Linked DNA regions of Mus musculus: region 2 is linked to region 1. Evidence: chromatin contacts called from public HiChIP or PLAC-seq data. All regions are on one chromosome and are shown on one strand. The core of a region is the stretch at or near the end of the contact, and the rest is flanking DNA. Distances in the headings are between cores, read along the strand shown.

The links. HiChIP or PLAC-seq counts read pairs in DNA pulled down with a chosen protein or histone mark.
Region 2: a BATF HiChIP or PLAC-seq map of CD8 T cells shows a contact between it and region 1, with 12 read pairs. The contact joins two enhancer-like sites. A contact is called at or near these places in 4 of 484 Hi-C or Micro-C datasets (CD4 T cells and CD8 T cells) and 1 of 115 datasets of contacts at active chromatin or transcription factors (CD8 T cells).

Annotation. Positions count from the first base shown.
Region 1 is chr16:51,803,848-51,809,392 of GRCm38.p6, forward strand. No RefSeq gene overlaps it. Among named protein-coding and RNA genes, the nearest start is that of Gm29686, 180 kb to the right of the region's middle. Within about 2 kb of position 3,679, at least 40 of the 459 cell types and tissues checked have an H3K27ac peak or open chromatin away from gene starts, as enhancers often do. A contact at or near this core is called in CD8 T cells, where this site is marked.
Region 2 is chr16:51,671,377-51,677,436 of GRCm38.p6, forward strand. No RefSeq gene overlaps it. Among named protein-coding and RNA genes, the nearest start is that of Gm29686, 310 kb to the right of the region's middle. Within about 2 kb of position 3,900, at least 36 of the 459 cell types and tissues checked have an H3K27ac peak or open chromatin away from gene starts, as enhancers often do. A contact at or near this core is called in CD8 T cells, where this site is marked.

The DNA.
Region 1 (5,545 bases), core at 2,429-4,928:
GAGGAGCAACTTGACTTTATTGATAATTTCGATATTAGAATCAGTCATTGTATTGGTAACATATATTCAATGAATAAACGAACAAGTGAATGCAGGAAGCTAAAGATGCAAAATAATCAATGAAGTCATGGAAATCGTTCTCTTTAGTTTAAATGATCATCCATATGCCCTGGGTTTGTGTCAAACTGTCTATCACTCCATGTCGTTTTATATGCATCAGAGATTATGTTATCTACACGTTAAACCTGAACATGAACACACAAAGCCTTCTCTGCCTGCGTTCTCATGACCATGTGATAAAGCCTGACAGTGCCTCCTGGAGGTTGACTTTGATCTGGACCCAACAAAGGGTCAAGCTTCTGGGAAGCTCTGCGAGGGACCACCCAGATTGGATTAATTTCAGGCAGACACAAGAAGCATCTTTCTGGTGGCATTAACTGAAGCAGATGGCCCACCATGATCATGGTGGCAATTTTCCTTTGTGGCCAATATAAAAGGAATGCCGAGAGCAAACCTTTACTTTTTACTAGCTTGCCTTTGTGTTTCATTGACAAGATTATCCACCCACCTTTAAGAGTTCTTCTTCCCCACTGCTGTCACGGCCATCCTTGGCTACCTGTGCCATGGACTTCTTGCTCACAGACCCTACCTGCCCTTGTGGGTGGGAGGTGAGGTGGTATGGAATCAACTACGCAGACACTGATAGCATGAGAAATGCGGCAGCTCCATTGGCCCAATAAAGCATCCCTTCTGAACAGCAGTTCCCAGTTGGCTGGCATTGCATGCGTCAGTAATCCTGGGTCTCTCAGGCAGTCTTCAATTAGGTCCTTCTGCATAAGCTGCCTTAGTGGCTGCAAACTACCACCACCTGGGGTTTTGGAGAGGTGACCACCGTGGTTCCTCCTACAGGCAGCCCACTCCCTCATCCTTCAGATGGCCTGAAAAAACTGTGGCTCTCTATACATCCTCCATATCATCATTGTCCTATTGGACTGCTGAGGCAGCTAACTTGTGGACCAGGCAGCTTCTTGTTGTTAACCTCTCCAGTGCAAAGATGGCTATTGATGGACTACAGAGACCTGTATCCTGCAAGCAAATCTAAAACATCCCATTTAATATGCACTCATTCTATTGCTTCTGTTATTTTTAAAGAACCTCAACATCTCCATTTACTGGAGATGCTTTCCCATTTCCTGAAGATGAACTTACAGTTGTCAGCTGTTTGATGTAGGTTTAGGGACTTTAACTCTTGTCCTCTAAAAAAGCTATGAGTGTTCTTTAATATCAAACCCATCTCTCCAGCCCTGTTATGAAAAAAAAAAACTGAAGAAAAATAACAACTTAATTCCCTTGATAATTCTTCACTTGTTGAAGGTGGTCAATGGTCATTATACCTAGCAGGTTATATTTTGCCAGTTCCAGGCTACTGAGGGTGAAGGCCTGTTAAATGCATTGTTCACAAGCATTTAGCAACTCAGGACTTTGTGTCCATATCATGTTGGGTCATACTGGGGTAAAAACTAGTACAACCACAACCTCAGAAATAACACTCAAAGAACATTGTATTTAATTTCTTCATCTTTCTGTCCTAGGCTATCTTTCCCTGGGTGTCTCACATTGTTAGGGAAAACAGTAAGAGATTAGAAAATTAAAGAGAATGTAGCTAAGTCAGCCTTTCTAAAAATTTGGTAGCATTCCTTTGGAAAGGAAGAAAAACCAGAATAAATTCCTATGTGAGCAAGATAACGGACTACTTGGGAATCAAAATAGCAAAATATATAGAAATGCCTCATAATATTATAATCCCAGAGGAAAGAATCTATTTACATAAAGACATCTGGTGATTTATTTATAGAAGAAAAACTTCTGGAAAATTCTATTCTCACTGTTTTAGCCCACATATGCTTTCCCTGGGGGTGTTTACACTTGTCATGTGGTTTCTAGTCCTAAATCAGAGATCTCTCTTTGTGGTCTTTTGTGAAAATAAAATTCATGATAGTAAGGTTGATTTTCATTTCTGAAAATAGCCACTACTTCAATGACTAAGTGGAGAGTTTTGTAAGCTTTTTCCTTCTTAATAGCTACCAGGAAAGGCACATCTGAAAAGCCTAGGATATAAGCTGATTTGACTGGATCAACATCCAAGACTAAGCAGCCCTGCTGTAGATGTAGATACATATACCTCATATTCCAGAGGAAGCCAGAGAACAAAGAATAACACTCTTGGCAAATAGGAGGCAGGGGAACTAGGAGGTGAAGGCAAATGTGTATTTAATATACACAATGCTGAGAATTTTCATTTTGCAATAAAAGCAAGACATTATAAAATATATCAAATTTTTTACGCTAAAGGCATTCTAAAACTATAAAACGTTATTTATGGTAACATTCCCCAATAAATTATCGAGTTACCTCAGCAAGAGAACACAGTCTGCATTTTTTACAAAACACACACCCACACACACACACATCTTTCCCCATTGCTTTTTTTTTTCTTTTATTAGATATTATCTTTATTTACGTTTCAAATGTTATCCCCTTTCTGACTCTCCCCTCTGGAAACCCTCTATTCCTTCCCCAATCCTCCTGCCTCTATAAGGGTGTTCCCCAACCCTTGCCTTCCTGCCCTGGCATGCCCCTCCATTGCTTTTTAAGACAAAGTCTCATTATGTAGCTGTTACTGGCCTGGGACTATATACCATTCTAGCCTCAACTACACAGACACCTGTCTGCCTCTACCTTCCTGAATGCTGATATCCATTTTTCTGTCTTCTGGAACAATCCACACATTGAACAAGTTAAAGGGAATTAATAGAGAAATCCAGCCAGAACCATGAGCTGCATGTTACGTTTTGAGGATAAATATATTGCAAGGGAGTTTCAGAAGATGCAAGAGAAAGCTACCTGCTGAAGGTGTAAAACACAACTTGTAGATTCTCTGTGAGGGTGTGGTCCTGTAGATCATTGGTTCTTAATCCTCTCAACCATGGCTCCAACCCTTTAACGCAATGCTTCATGTTGTGGTGACCCACAACCATAAAATTACTTTCATCGCTACTTCATAACTAAGTTTTTACTGTTATGAGTCCTAATGTAAATGTCTGATATGCAGGATTCCTGACATACAACCCCTGTGAAAGGTTTGGTGGATACCCAACAGGGTCATGCCCCACAGGTTGAGAACCACTGCTGTTGCTTTTTGAATCTTCAAACGCATATTCTGTATTCCTGGGAATTTCAAATGTTTTTCCTGTCCATAGCAGACTGATCTTGATACTACTATGTTTCTTTCTTTTGAAACTCTACCAAAGAGAATGCTAATCTTTCAAATTCCATAAGGTTAAATAGATGTGCAAGTACATTCTGAAGCTGGAATGTTGAAGGACAGATTGTCTCTGCCCCAAAGAACAGCCCATGGGAACATTAGAAACAAGATGACAGACACTTGAGACAATGAAGTCTCGCTGTGCTCACTGGTGACTTAGAAAGTTGGTAAACAAAGATATTTCAGATGTAGATGTGGCATAGGTGTTCAGCCATTGTGGGTGAACCTTGGTGAAGGAAGGAATATGAATCTGAAAAACAGTGACTGAGGTCAACAGAAAGAAGAACTGGATGCAGCTGAGAGGACGTCAGAAGTTTCTAGGGCTCAGCTCATGTAGCAAGATACAGAAGAGCCTAGGAGTCTGAATACGAAAGTAAAGGTAGGTCAAACCACAAACAGGAAACAGGTGAGAATTGAATATCCTGTCTGCTCGAAGACCGGATGTTTCTAGGAATTTTAAGCCTGAGTATAAACGGTGGAGTCGATTTATATTAGCTGGTTTAGAGAATATTTCCTTTTAATAAAATGTTTTGATTGGGTGGCTAAGCATCCTCACGACATAGGGCACGGGGAAGAAATTATGCTACCCCGAAACATCGTCAGTGGAACTGATTATCAGGTTGAAGTTCGGAAAAAGGTGTGGGGATGGTGGGGGAGCCCTGTACACTTCAGTTGCCTTAGAATCCATTTGAAGATGATTTGCTGTTACTAATGTTTCCAAGCTCATCCTCCTCCAAACCGAGGTCCCTACAGTACCGAAGGTCACTGTTCTAAGGTATCAGAGTCAAACTCACACTGTTGTCTTTATGTTCCAGCTCTGAAGGTGTCATTGCAATAGGCCATGAATTATAAGCCATGGAATGAAAAGAAATGTACATATATGATAGTAGGAAATAATAATAATTTGGTTATTTTTTAAAATTACTCATTGGTCTCAAAAAAAGGAAAATTTTGACAGATTAGAATTACAGATAGAGGTTTTTAAACATAGCAACACACTGTTCTTCACTCCCATTTATTTTTCTGCAATGATAAGATTTAATTTTTAATTAATTAATTAATTAATTACATCCCAAATGCTGTCCCTGCCGCCCCCTGCAGAGTTTTTCCCCGACCCCCCTTCCACTCTGAGAGGGCAGCCCTCCCACATATCCCCCCACCTTGGTGCATGACGTCTCTGCAGGATTAGGCATATCCGCTCCCACTGAAGCCATACAAGGCAGCCCTCTGCTACACATGTGTCAGGGGCCTCTGACCATCCAATGTATGCTCTTTTGTTGGTACCTCAGTTTCTGGGAGCTCCTAGAGGTCCAGGTTAGTTGACACTGTTGGTCTTCTTGTGGGGTTGCCTTCTCCTTGCTGGCCCTAAGTCCTTCCCCTAGGTCTTCTATCAGGGTCCCCAACCTCCATCAAATGTTTGTCTGTGATTGTCTGCATCAGTCTCAGTCCGCTGCTGGGTAGAGCCTCTGAGAGGGCTGCTACACTAGGCTCCTGTCTGTACATACAACATAGCCTCATTAATAGTGTGAGAGATTTGTGACTACCCATGGGATGGGTCTCACAGATTGGCCATTCCTTCGTTTTCTGATCAGTCTTTATCCCTGAATTTCTTTTAGACAGGACCAATTTTACGTCAAAAGTCCTCAAAATTTTAGGTCCCCATCCCTCCACTAGAGGTCCTGTCTAGCTACTGAAGGTGATCTCTTCAGGTTACTTATCACCACTGTCAGGAAAGATTTCATTTTGAATGGATAAGCCATATTCCATCCATACACACACACACACACACACACACACACACACACACACACACACACACACACACATATACAATTATACCAGTTTCATTGCTTCTCCTAATTTTATTTTTATATAAATATACAAATAATAAAAAAGTATCTATCCACACTAATCAAGAGTCATGATCAGAAGTAAAGTATGGGACACACCTATAATTCCTGGCTTTGGGCATTCCATAATGTCTCTGAACCTCCTCAAGTCTCTATACATGGACAGACAGACAGACTGCTACATACAAACCTCCTTGTAGGTACATTTTGACTCTACCTCTTGACAGAGGCAGCTCTGTGCCAGAATCTATTTTTACATTGATTCCCACACCACTACAAACTTCTACAACACTCAGCAGGGGCCGGGCACTCATATCCGTGCCTGGGGAGTCACTCAGGGAACAAACAATCTGAATCATCCCACACAGTG
Region 2 (6,060 bases), core at 2,650-5,149, 130 kb before region 1:
TTAATCAAAACTGAAACATGTATTGATGTGGTATGATAAAAAGAAAATACTTAAACCAGGGAAATATTAGCAAGTTGGAAATTCTTAACATCTTGCAATGTGTTTAAATGTCTCACTGGAGACTTTTCTGGAATTCGTGTTATTAAGATTCTCTTTATGTTCTTGTTGTCTGCTCATCCCCTATTGACCAATTGACATTTCCAGTTACCAAAAGGCCTTGCTCTCGCTTCTGTTCAATGCACAGGAGGAAAACAAACAGCAAATCTCCAGTGTTCCTCGCTTCTCTACCTTAGAGAAAGCAGTTCTTTTTTTTTATTTCATTTTTTAAGAAGTACTTCTTTCTGCTTGCCAGCTTTCTATCTACATGCCCTGTGGGGTTTTCTGTTTTGGTTTTGGTTTTGTTTGTTTTTATTTCCGCATAGCTACTCTGATGGGATAAAGAAGAATTCAGGTGAGGTTGAGTGACTTCTGATGACGTACACGTAGGAATAGTGTTGATATTCCCAGTTTTCTGCATTCCGGATTCTTTTGCCACTGTATATATTTTTAGCAACTTAAATCACCTCTAAGTTCTGTTCTAAGCCATCCCATTGGCTGTGTGCATACTAATAAATTTGGCTTGTGTATGGATAATGAAATAGTTGCATATTCTTAAATGCAATAAAAGTTGCATTTATTTTTATTATGACCTAATAACAGTGAAATGAGAAATTCACAGTAGACTTTATTTGTTTACAGTCATAAATGGCAGTGCTCATATTCTGCATAAGTTGTTAATACTTACTAGAAAATATTAAAGTCTCAATTACAGAGTATATATATATATATATATATATATATATATATATATATATATACAGTTTTCTACACAGGGTTTTATTATATTATTCTGGCTGGTCTAGAACTCACTATATAAATAGGCTGGCCTCAAATATGACAGAGATTTTCAGTCCTCTTCTTCCTGAGTGCTAGGATCAAAATTGTATGCCATCACCAGGCGACAGAGAATTCATTACATTTAAGAGATATAAAAGTTACAAAATGTTCAGTAAAAACACTGTGACAAATTTTTTTGGTTCAAAGTTTTCATCTTCCTCTTCTGTCTTCGAATCATGAAGAAACCTATTTTAATAATTCCTTTTAGTAGTTTCTCTAATATCTAGAAATAATTAAGCTAAGCACACTTACTTAATTTTTTTATTTTTCCTTGGTTCCCTCTTACTTGAAAGAAATAATCAAAGAAGAATCCACAGGAAATAAACAACTATGAGAATCATTATGAATTACTTCTTTAATTCACTATACATCAGCTCTCACAGGTACCACTTACTGCACTGACATTTCTGTCCTATAATAATAATTGATACTCAGTTTTGCCAGTTCAGGGTCTGCCTATGTTTTGGAAAAATGGTATTGAACCAATTTGAAGTCTTTATTAATAAATTTATTTTGATCTCCTCTCCATTTCTTTTTATTGATTTCATACATTTGTATAATTTTAGAAATTAAATTTGCCCATGACCTTAAAGAATGTGTAGGTCATCATATCAAAGTAATGAATGACAGCATCAGCCCTGCAGTTACAATCTGCTGTTGGCCAACTAACTAAAACCCTCTACGGTAGGCTCCCTACAAGATCTACCTACTGCCTTATATTAAAATCAAGCCATAGGAGATAACTAGAGATGCCTTATGATAATTACCACAAGCAGAGAAATATGAATGATTTCCTATGGGGATTATATTCACAAGGCTTAAATATTATTACAAATAAAAATGTACAGAAAAAAAGGATTAACTACATTCACTCAGAATATTTTTTAAGCAAAAGCTAAAATGGAAAAGTAAGGGAGAGGGTCAACTATTCTCGTCTTTGCAAAACAATGATCCTCAAGTCTATTTCTTTGTCCAACAAATTTCCTCAAATATCAAACTTTTTTTTTTTTTTTTCTGGTTGGTTCATTTGCTTGGGCACTCCTCAGCAGCTGTCAAATGACTGCTGGCTTTGCCACAGTGCTTTGCCGAATGCAGGCCCAAATATTGTCCTGGCTCACACACTTGATGTCTCATCAGTAGGAGGCTGCTTAGGACTTTAGAGTAAATGTTTATGGCAGTTTGGCAGGACATAATGTTGTCTGTTAAATCTGACCGTCAAAAGAGAAAATTGGGACTTACGTTTTGATTTACAATTGTATTGTTTTCCAATAACCCATTTTAAAAACTTTATAAATTTATAAATAATTTTATTTTATGTGTATGTGAGTGTGCATATATAAATATTTGTGTGTGTGTGTTTGTGTGTGTATGAGAGAGAGAGAGAGAGAGAGGGAGAGAGAGAGAGAGAGAGAGTTCTCTCCACTCTATGATCCACTCTATGATCTGCGGATTGAATTCAAGTCATCAGGCCTGTGTCACTAGTACCTCTACTTGCTGAGCAGTATGGTAAGGCCTTTTTTCAATTGTGTGTTTAAAATATCAATTGATGACCTTAAATACACTGGAGGCTCTGCCAGATGCTGACCAATACAGATGTGGAAGCTCACAGACAAACATCAGACTAAGCACAGGGACCCCAATGGAGGGATTAGGGAAAGGACTGAAGGAGTTGAAGAGGCCTTATCTGGCAACAATGGGAGGGGAGGCCCTGGTTCTGTGAAGGCTCGACGCCCTAATGTAGAGAAATGCTAGGGCAGTGAGGCAGGAGTGGGTAGGTGAGTTGGGGAGCACCCTCAGAGAAGCAGGGTAAAGGGGGATGGAATAGGAGGGTTGCAGATGGAAACCCGGAGAGGGGATAACATTTGAAATGTAAATAAATAAAATATCCAATTAAAAAAAAAAAAAACGCTGAAGCTTTCTTCATGTTGCTATCTTCAGAATGACTATAGATGTTTGTTCTTTACATAGCATGTCTGTAAAGTAGGGACTGTTTCTTTCAGATGCCACAAACTTTTCTTTTCACTGATCTAATAATACTGGGCAGAAATCCATGAGATTACTTTTATACTGAGTTCATAGGACTGACATTGAGGTTTTATATTAGCCTAGGTAGCTGTCATTTCTGGCTCACTGACAAGCAGGTTTCCTTAGTATTAATGTGAGTTGCACTGAATTAGAGTTATCAGTCTGATATATACTAATCTAGAAATATTTATTAAACATCTATTCAATATTTCGTAATAGCTCAGTCCTCAGCAAGCTTGAAAACCTCACATAAGACAAAGGTAAATCCATTGAGAACAGTTCGTTGAGAGTTTTGGGGGCTGGTATCCCTCAGATGTGATGGAATTCATCTTCATCTGCATGTCCAGGTCATAGCACTGACCATGAACTTCATGCAGACAGGAGCTGATTGATTCAGTGTCCTGTCCAGTGACAGGACATCACAGGACCTACATCGCAAGTGTCAGTTCTTCTTTTGTTTTGTTTTTTTAAAAAATAATCTTGATGGAAGCACTTTTTGAAAATCAAATCAGTCGGGTTGTATGTATTTTAAAAATGGTAAACCTCTCTATGAAAAATTGTGTATTTATGCAAATGTGCTATGAGAATCCTCGTAGTGGAGCAACTCTGAGTCTAGAAACAAGGATCATAGATGATATTTGGTTTCCTCTGAACGTCTGATCTCTAAGACTACATTTACAACTCCCTCTGTGACTTAAGGATGACATCCACCAGTGCCAATTTCAATATTCCCCATCTTTGTAGCAAAGCATTTGATTGTGGCATACAATATGGTAGGTTAATGATTCCTAGACCTTCCTGCATAGAAAAGAGTAATGCTTTAAGAAAAAAATAGAAACAAAGCAGAAAACTGATGTGATCGATAACACAACTACCCCCAATCACCCAGTTTCCTTCCAGTTAACCAAAGTGGAAACTATGAAATACAACCTCAGAAGCAATAGCAACAGCACTTCCTGCCTCTTAGCCTTTCCCAGCCTCAGTCTGTACGTCAGCAAAGTTCTAAGTCTTTCAAAGCTTTCATCTTTTCCTTGCTTTCTAACCTGAGTTTGATCATTTTCTCTGTTATGAAAGATTACATGCTACAGTCATTTCCTTTGGCCATCAATGGGAGGAGAAGCCCTTGGTCTTGCGAAGATTATATGCCCCAGTACAGGGGAATGCCAGGGCCAGGATGCGGGAGTGGGTACGTTGGGGACTTTGGTCAGGGGGAGGGTATAGGAGACGTTCAGAGAGGAAACTAGGAAAGGGGGATAACATTTTAAATGTAAATGAAGAAAATATCGAATAAAAAATAAGAAAGAAAGACAGAAAGAAAAGAAAGAAGGAAGGAAGGAAGGAAGGGAGGGAGGGAGGGAGGGAGGGAGGGAGGGAGGGAGGGAGGGAGGGAGGGAAGAGGAGAAAGAAAGAAAGAAAGAAAGAAAGAAAGAAAGAAAGAAAGAAAGAAAGAAAGAAAGAAAGAGAGAGAGAGAGAGAAAGAAGGAAAGAAAGGGGATGCTGTAAGCAAAGAAAAATTTCCAACATTCTCAATAGATTTAAGAGTTTGAATAAGGAAAAAAGCCAAGAGATCTATTTTATTTGCATTTCTCCTTTATTCTCACTTTCTTTCTATCTTGAGGTATCTCTCTCTCTCTCTTTTTTTTTAACCTAAGTTGATTTCTAACAGGTAAACTTCAGCAGACCTTGACTTCAAGTACGAGAGACTCCTTTCAAAGATACTGTAAGTTTCCTTCACAAATACATGTTTGTAATTGGATCTGTGTCCTTTAGTAATAGTGGATCCAGATGGCTGCTTGTAGAGGAAGCAAGAATTTCCGGCTCTGAGATGGTGCAGTAACAGCCCTCCCCCGACACTCTTAAGTGGGAGGACTGTATGCTTTGAACTTTCTGATTGATTAGGTATTAGAATACTGGTTTAAACAGGCTTCTTTGTCGGGGTATCTACAGCTGGAGCTCTTACTGGGTGCACAGACCCCCATGAGGAAGGTACCAACTGTGATTTTCTTTGGGTACCACAGTTAGCAACCAGTGATTGTTAACTGGCAATCTCTAGTGCATTCATAGCAGACTAGAAGTCATTGACATAAAGTTGAAGGCCCAAGTTTCAACCTATGAACTAATGGATGCTAGGTAAAGTTACCAAACACACAAGGAAATTCAAGATGCAAAGAAAGCTCCACAGTAAACTTTGTACTTGAACTTGCCTCCTAAAAACAACAACAAAATCAAAATATCTCTCTCTCACAACGCCTGTGATATTGGCAAATTATTTATAAAACCCATTATATAAATCATAAGATTGATGTTTAGAATTTGAGACCCCAAGCAGCTGTCCAGTGATGTATCCATTATCTACAGGTACCATCCTCATCTTCTTCCTGAATAACAGGCTACATCAAAATAGAGTAGTAGGAGAATATAAGTCCTAATAAAAACAGTAATGAAAGAACAATAGTAAAGCTTTGTACATTCTGTTTGCACTGAGTTTGGCCACTTAAGACTTTTATTCTCTCTTGCAATTTTGTTCTAAAAGCTCCACATTTTAGTATTTGTGACCTTCTCAATTGAGCAACTGCAAAAGCAGCTTCCTAGAATAGTGTCCTGGATATTTATCTGTGAACTTGACACAGACAAACATATCTAAGAAGAGGGAATCTTAATTGAGGAAATGCCTCCATAGGATTAGCTTATACATAAGTAGGTGGGGATAGTCTCTGAATTGATGACCAGTGTGAGAGGGCCACTCACTCTAAGTGGTGTCACTACTGTGCAGAATGCCTGGCATGGTGTAAGCACACACACTGAGCAAGCCAATGTACATCACTCTTCCTTCTGCTTCAGTTTTAGCTTTGAGTTCCTGCCCTGGCCTCCATCAAGGACTGATGTGAAACTAGAAGTTGAAAGTTGCCTTTGGTCATGGTGTTTTATCACATCAATAAAACCCTGAGACAAAAAATATTTTCAGTCTTTTCTTTGGAAATGAAATACATTGAGGGAATATAGGAGTCCAACAGAGAAGTACCTGGAGGAGGAGGAGAAAGGAGTAAATTAATGGGATAATCCTATTCATTGGGAGCTAGGCACAGGAAATCCTTTTAT